Linked DNA regions of Mus musculus: region 2 is linked to region 1. Evidence: chromatin contacts called from public HiChIP or PLAC-seq data. All regions are on one chromosome and are shown on one strand. Each heading gives the region's core, a stretch centred on a gene start, on an enhancer-like site or on the middle of the called end of the contact. The rest is flanking DNA. Distances are from core to core; before and after follow the strand shown. Region 1 holds the start of Gdpd5 (glycerophosphodiester phosphodiesterase domain containing 5). Region 2 overlaps Gdpd5 (glycerophosphodiester phosphodiesterase domain containing 5).

Region 1 (3,749 bases), core at 486-2,985:
GGCAGCCCTAACCTTAAGACCTGGAGAAGGTCTGCCCTGGGCCATTTTGCACATAGAGACTGGAGTCAGGCTTCTTTGAGCCCCAGTTCCAACCACACACACTCTCTGCAGTCTCATACACGCTTACCTCAACTGCATATTGGGGCTGGGGAAACCCTAGCCACAGACCGAAAAGGTGTGAACTAGGAAGGGGAGCAGACCCCTTGATGGATGTTTGGAAATCTTTCAGGTCTACTTCTCTCTCAACCACTCACTGGCTTTAGGACCTGGGGTCACTGTGCCCCCCACAAGTCTTCAGTGTCCTCATTAATAATGCCAAAGGAAGGTGGCTGAGTTCTGAGGGACCACAGCTCCAGCTTCCACATGGCTGTGTCTTGGGGACCAATATGGTGAGTCCTTTAACAGATAAAGAGTACTTCAGTAACTTGGGGACATTAACTATGGGAAGCAGGTTGTCCCTCCAGCCCGGACCCCGGGAAGAGATCTTTTGGAACAGGGAAGCCCTGCCTTCAACGCAGGTTCACCTTTCCTGGGAGGTGGCATGCCCATGACCCAAGAGTGGCTGGTAAGAAGGACCTCTTCGGCTTCAGGACCAGTGCCTGGATTTCGATGCCCCAGAGGCCCCCACCCTGCCAAGCTCTCACGTGCATGCAGGCTATCCACTTCTTTTCTTCTCCCCTCCCTCTTTGCTCTTTCTCTCTTTATCTTCTCCCTTCTCCCCAGTCTAATCCTCAACATGGAAGGCAGAGGACCTCAACCCTGCCACGCCTCAGTTTCCCCAACTGTCTGCGCCCATAACAATACACAATAGCTTTTATCTCGGGGTTGCTATGAGCTTTGGATAAGGAACGACTTGTGCAAGGGCGGGGCTCGGACCTGCACACAATGGGCACTCAATAAGTGCGGGCTTCTCTCTACTATCTTTCGCGCGCCCTCTCCTAAACAGTTCACTCTCTGCCCGTGTCCCCTCCACGCCCTCCGCTGACCCGGGCCCTGCCTCTAAGGCTCCCGGGACTGCTCCCGCCGCGCATCCGGGGCTCTCACCTGCAACCTCCGCTCGCTGGAGACTGTGGCAGGAGAAGCCCCTGTGTTCCCCTGGGAGCAAGCACCCCAAGATCCTTAACCTAGGGCGGAGAAAGGTGGCAGCTTCGACTCGCCCAGGGGTTCGGTCCGACTGTTCTGCCTGCTTGGGACCCCTCACGGTGCGCTGGACCCGGGCGGTGCCAGTACAGTTTCAAGTCCGGAGCAGTTCGGTCCAAGGCAGCTGAAGATTTGGTTCTCCAGGAGCTGGAGGCCGGTGGGCGTCCCGGCTCCTCTACACTCAAGTCCCAGAGCTGGGGCCACCTTGCGCCGACCAGGGGGCGGAGGACACTCCAGCAGAGATGGGTCAGTATGATGGGGCCGAGAACGTCCCGTCTCGGAACTCCGGATCAAGGCCGGGGCTCGAACGTCCCAGCAGCTCCAGACCACGGGGCTAGGAAAGTCCAGGCGCGGAATGCGGGGCTCGGACAAGCAGGGCAGGGCAGGGCAGGGCAGGCGGAGCGCCAGCGGCCGGAGCAAGGCGAAGAAGTCTGCCCAGGTCCCGACGCCGCTCACTCTGCAAATCTGGGCGGACCTGTGCCGGCAGCGGACTCCAGAGCTCCGGGCCGCCGCTCCACTTCCTCCTCTTACCGGCTCCCCGCTCACCGCTTGCTCAGCCTCGCGCCGCAGCCTCTGCTACTGCCGCTGTCACCCTAGCCGCCCACCCCCACCCGAGCTGCAAACCGAGCCGAGCCGAGCCGAGCCGAGCCGAGCCCTGCCGAGACAGCTCCGGAGCGCCTGCGAGCTTGGCCCCTCCCCTAAAGGGTGGGACCAACAGAAACCCCGCCCCTGGCCGGGCCGGGAGCAAAGGCGGGGCGTGAGAGACACTGCTAGGCCGGTCCCCGGCGCAGTTGGGCAGCAAGAGCCAATGGGAGAGTGGAAGAGGGGTGGAACTCTGCTGAGCGTGGTCTGGTGCCGCTGGAGAAGGACAATGAAAGCTGCGCGTAGCAAGCGAGCCAGCCGCCTGGAGATCAAGATGGTGGGCTCGGGGGCCTGGGTTGACTGTGACTGAGCACGAGGCCAGCAGTGGGAAAGGGCGAAGCATGGAGGAGGCGAGGTTAGGACTGGGATGTCCCTGGATGGCGGAACCTGGGGCGTAGCGTGATACAGCCAGCCTCTTGCTCCTCCCCGCTGCTAGGGCTCCTTGCACTGAGTAGCATTTGGGAGCAGTGCAAGGCTCTGATTTTAGGAAGCGATGCAAAAAAGTTTGTAAAAATAAAAAGCAGATCTGTTTCCCACACTTCCCCTTTCCCAGAGTTCTGCGGCTCAGGGAGGAACGTCGTTATCAGTTTCAAAAATATGAGCGGAGGTGTGTGAGGACAGCTCACTTCGAATCGTGACTTCTGTCGGCTGTGCACCTTCCCCACCCCTCCCTGTCTTTGAAGTATCCAGCGTCCTGTGTGAGGCACCGAACAGGAGTGAAGGGTTTGATATATGAATGAGTGTTGCGAGTGCGCGTGGGCAGGGCTTAAGTCACTAATTGGCTTGGGGAGCCCTAGGATGAGGCAGCCCAGCCCAGGTTCATCTGCAAGCCTCAAATCAATTTTCTGCGTGAAACCCCTTTGTCACTGCTGTGGACCAAGACTGTAGGGGGCGCATGGTGTTTTCCAGATTGCTGTTGCTGGTATAGGATTCTATCCACCAACTCTGTGACATTCCTGGACTAGACTGGCTCTGGAAGATGGCTTTAGCCTCCTAAGGCGATGCCAAGGTCATCCTTGACTACACAGTGAATGGAAGCCAGTGTGAGCCTGTCTCACAAGACATAATAATACCACCTTAAAGAAACTCAAGACACTGCAACTTGACAGTCGAATGAGTGAGGAACCACATGGGCTTAGAAGACCAAAGGAATGGCTTTCCTGACAGAAACAACAGCACTTACAAAGGACACCTCCAGAGATCTCTGCCTCGTATTGGTTAGCAGAGGCTTCCCTGAGCAGGTTACAGGCAAACTGAGGTCAAAAAAAGCTAGCAAGGTTAGTAGGAGTTGACCGTGCTCCTGAGAAATCCTGGCAGCAGTAGAGCAAAAGTCAAAGTGGGAGATTCCAGCGAGGCAGGTAGAAGGGAGTTCAGACTTATCCAAAGGACCAAAGATCTCTTAAGATCCTCCTGAGCCCACAGCCCAGCTGGATGCTGATGAGATCAAACTAGGAGGAGCTTGGAGTTTGGATTCCATTAGCAGAGGGCTGTGAGAAGTTTTCAGCACACTGTCAACATGATGGAGTTCTGTAGGGAAACAAGTGTCCTTAAAACACAGCGCCTAGGGGAGTGGCAAGGGCCTGCCTGAGGATTGAAGCTATCCATATCACACTTGGTAAGGGTGCCAAGATCTCGTATACCTTCCCCTTGGCCAAGAACCGTCAGCCTTCAGTTGTCAGCCCCACGGAGCCCTGAACTCTTAGCCTGCTATTGTAGCTCCTTGTCTTTCCACCTCTTCTCCCCCCCCCCCTCCCTCACACCTCTCTCAGATTCGCTAACAATGAACATCATCCCTACACAGTTCCTCCGAGTGGCTGCCCTTATGGTCCTCCTGGACTGTCGTGAATCCCACCTTGAGTTTATTCCTGCTCCCCTGCAGGACTGAGGTGAGAGTTGGAGAGCCAGTGCTCATCAGCTTGCCTGACTGCTGTGTCCTAGAGCCTTGCCTAGACTCAGTAATTGAGTCA
Region 2 (3,749 bases), core at 875-3,374, 43 kb before region 1:
CCTGACGAGACTGCCACTGGGGATCCCTGCCTGGCATCAGAGGACAACCCTGCCTCGCCCCAGACCCCACTCCTCAGTCACAACTTCCTGACTCTGCTCCTGGCCCCATTCTCCTTGAGCTCCTATTAGTTATCCATGCACCAATGTAAGCCATCTTGCTGCAGCCTCCAGCCCCCAGCAACTGTGGCTGCAGACCTGTCCTGACCTCCTGCACAGCTGCCCTGCATCTGAATGTCTCCGTCTGTGAAATGGGTGCACAGTTAAATGTGTGCACAGCAGGGGTTGTTGGAACAATTAACCAAGCATTGTTTGTAAATAATTTGCTCCCTGCATACAGTGGGTGCTCAATAATGTTACCTCTTGCCATGACTATCTGCCTTAACTCCTAGCTCCAGGATGAGAGGGGCACGGCTCATCCATGCACTGCCTCCCATTGCACAGGTGAGATACGGAGTGGGGGGAACCCTTGTAGAGGCCTCTCTGCCCTATTCCTGAGTTAGTGATAGCCTCTACTTGCCCTGCAGATTGTACCTGTAGCCCCAGTAGCCCCCGTTCCTCACAGGCTGCTTTTGGTTTGTTTTGAGGCCAGGCCTCCAGTAACTCAGGCTAGTTGGAACTCTCCTAGTGACTGAGGGTGACCTTGAACTTCTGATCCTCCCGCTTCTACTCCCAAGTAGTAGGAGCACGCACACAAGCTGTGTACCCCTATGCCTGGCTTATCCGATGCTGGGAAGCAAACCCAGGGCAAGCACCCTACCAACTGAACCCCAATGCCTAACCTGCGCCAGCCGTCTGAGTCCACAGACCTCTGTACCCTTGACTATGCCTGGTAAGGGCACTCAGCAGAGCCTCGTCACCACTGCTGTGGCAGGAGGGGATCGGGAGAGCGGAGAACGGAGAGAAAGAACATTCGCTCGAATAGGAGAAGAAGCAGGCTATGAGCCTCAGAGGCTCAACATCAGCTGACTTTGGGGTCCCCTGAGGTGAGCTCAGCCATCTGCAGAGACAGAACAGACTGAAGTCTCTGTCACTTCTTCAGCCTCAGTTCCATACCCAGCACCCCAGACTCTGGTGTCCCCACAGCCTGAATCACCGAGGCTCCTGGTCACTGCCTGGGCACACCTTCTCCACCCCTCAGCTCCTCACAGTCAAAGTCCCTTTTCCTCCCTCTCCCTCCTGACTCATGGCCTGGGAAGGCTGCCTGGCTGGTGGCCTTTCTATTAGGAGCTTGGTCACCCCTCAACTGCTTTCCATCCCCAGTTCTGCTCGTTACCATTGGATGATCTTGCCCTAGTCCCTGGCTTCTGCTTCTCCATGATCCATGGGTCACTACGTGCAACAGGAGCGGAGCCTGTCAGCACAGCACTGACCCACAGTGCAGACAGGGTGCCAGCCAGAGGGAGGCCTGCTGCCTGCCCCAGGCCTGCGGGGTGGGGGTGGGGGGTGGACTGTTATGGAACAAAGCAGAGTACCCATGATGCTGAAATCACTGATCTGACCGCTTCCCACTCAGTGATGTAGCAGCTGAGGCTCGGCACCTGGAATGACTTGGCCTAATGTCTTCTCAGAGGTGGTACCATGCTGACCACTCAACAACCCTGTCTCACATGTTGGCCCATGAGAGGGTATGCTACTACCTCTCCCTCTCATGTGCACAGCTTACAGCCACTGACTACTACTGGAAGAGGCACCTGAGACCCTTCATCTGTCAGCTCTCGTCTGTGTCTCTCCCTGGCAGACAAATCCTGCCTACCCAAGAGAGAATAGCCACAGCACATAGTGCCCAGGATGCCAGCCCATGCTGTGGCTACGGTGGCCTTGGCCATGTCCCTTCCTCTTCCTCAGCCTTGCTTTGTTTAGCAGGTTTGTGTTTCCTCCTCTGTGCTGGGAGCGGGGGCACCGTGAGGAATCTGCTCTGGATTCACTCTGATAGTCCATGCTTCTCAGGGGGGTCATAGCCTGGGCTCCTGCCTCCTGTCTTGCACTCCCTCTGTCAGGAGGAGAGAACTGGGTAGGCCAGTACCCTGCCCCTCCCCATGCCTGGCTGAGCCTCCTCCTACCTCAGCTCAGCGGCTGTATCCTTGACCCTACGGCCTGCTTGGGGCTGGTGAATTCAGAGGCTAGCTTCTTTGTTCAGACAAGCAGGAGGGAGGAGAAAAGCTGTTCTCCAGGCAGCAAAGCTTTTAGATAAACACCACAGAGGAATTGGGTTCCTTCAGAGAAGAAACCAGATCCACTGGCTGATAGCGCCCGGGGGACAGGAGTGCAGTTCGGTCTGGCCGGGAAGCCAGCACTAAGGCCTCTTTATCCAGCTTAGCACCTGCTGCCGGCCCTGGCAAGCAGGCAGCTCAGGTGACTGGGCCCTGGTCCCAGGCGAAGGCCCCATCAGCTCCCAGGCTCCAGGATGGCCAGACCCCACCCCCTCTCCCTCCTGACATCCCTTCCTAGTCTTTTAGACCTGTGGGAACTGTGAACTGTTTTTCTTGAGGTGACCCCTCTTAGATCACACACACACACACACACACACACACACACACACACACACACACTCCTTCCTTCTCAGGCCCTTGGAGTATCTGTCCCCACCACTACCGTAAGACAGTTAATAGCTATCTATATCCACATAGACAAGCCCCTTCCTACCCATTCCACCTGGCCAGGGGTCTCAGGAATCACTATGGCCCAGCTTTTCTGAGGAAGAAACTGAACCCTGGAAGGGTAATGGGCCCATGCAGAACAACACAGAGACAGCTGAGCCCCGATTCCCCTCAGCTCCAGGGCCCATCACTGGGCTTTTGGATGCCCCTGACTCCATCCCAGGGAAGCTCACCGGCGTGGTGTCATCGTGCGAGCGTTGGTAGCGCTTCCAGCGGCAGCCATAGATGCCTGTGAGGCATGAGAGGCACAGTTGGGGCTCGTAGTATTGCAGGGGCTGGTGTCTCACCATGCTCGTGCCCGCAGCCCTGCTGCCTGGCCCTTAAGCTCCCATGGAGGCCCCTGGCTGGTGCTAGAGGAGAAAGCACAGGGTGTGAGTCAGGGCAAGCGTGAGGAGTTATTCCTGCAGGAGTCACCCCAACCTAGAGCAGGGAGGTTATCCTCTCTGGAGCCCTTCTGGAAGTCCTAGGTCCCTGGGACGTGTCCCTGCGACTCGTCCTCTGACTTCTTCCCCGTCGGACATACTGACGTCTTCAGCGTTTGCCACCCATACCTAGTACGGTTCCGTTTTCACTTTCATTGGAAACCTTCATGGCCCCTCTTTCCTTCTCTCTCAGCTCATCGTCTAGCCTAGGCTAGCCCTGGACTTTTGATATTCCTACCCCAGCCTCGAGAGCTGACATCCCTTCCTAGTCTTTTAGACCTGTGGGAACTGTGAACTGTTTTTCTTGAGGTGACCCCTCAAGATGGCATGCACCATCGTCCCCGGGTTCCTTAGACTTTTCCAGATGGCCTTCTGCAGACCTGGAGCCCCTCCCCCCCCTCCCCAAGCTCCCTTCTCTGATCTCAGCTTTATTCTCTCAGCAGCATTGTTAGATATAACATATCTGCTTATTCAGTTTGTCTGCCCACCCCCACTGTAAGTTCCATGAAGGCAATGAGTTTTGTCTTTTTAATGCTCTGCTGTCTCCCCCATAACTGGAACAGAGCCTGGCAATAGCACACTTTCAAAATAAACATTCTACAAAATCCATTATCATAAACACTAACAGGCACCGAGGGATTGAGACAGGGCTGGCACCGGGAAGTGCCAC

Evidence for each region. HiChIP or PLAC-seq counts read pairs in DNA pulled down with a chosen protein or histone mark.
Region 2: an H3K4me3 HiChIP or PLAC-seq map of craniofacial prominence shows a contact between it and region 1, with 2.6 times the contacts expected there. The contact joins the enhancer-like site here to the promoter of Gdpd5 in region 1. A contact is called at or near these places in 8 of 39 promoter capture datasets (the 3T3-L1 cell line, the C10 cell line, cranial neural crest and 4 more), 44 of 484 Hi-C or Micro-C datasets (the C2C12 cell line, CD4 T cells, CD8 T cells and 29 more), 23 of 115 datasets of contacts at active chromatin or transcription factors (CD8 T cells, the HPC-7 cell line, bone marrow-derived macrophages and 17 more) and 4 of 9 other capture datasets (adipose tissue, embryonic stem cells, liver and 1 more).

What each region holds. Positions count from the first base shown.
Region 1 is chr7:99,379,504-99,383,252 of GRCm38.p6, reverse strand. It overlaps Gdpd5 (glycerophosphodiester phosphodiesterase domain containing 5), which reads right to left and starts at 1,735. Exons shown (of 18, transcript NM_201352.3): 1 at 1,045-1,735.
Region 2 is chr7:99,423,311-99,427,059 of GRCm38.p6, reverse strand. It overlaps Gdpd5 (glycerophosphodiester phosphodiesterase domain containing 5), which reads right to left. Exons shown (of 18, transcript NM_201352.3): 4 at 2,831-3,007. The coding sequence starts at 2,947. Among named protein-coding and RNA genes, the nearest start is that of Klhl35, 41 kb to the left of the region's middle. Within about 2 kb of position 2,124, at least 51 of the 459 cell types and tissues checked have an H3K27ac peak or open chromatin away from gene starts, as enhancers often do. A contact at or near this core is called in craniofacial prominence, epiblast stem cells, nephron progenitors and 1 more, where this site is marked.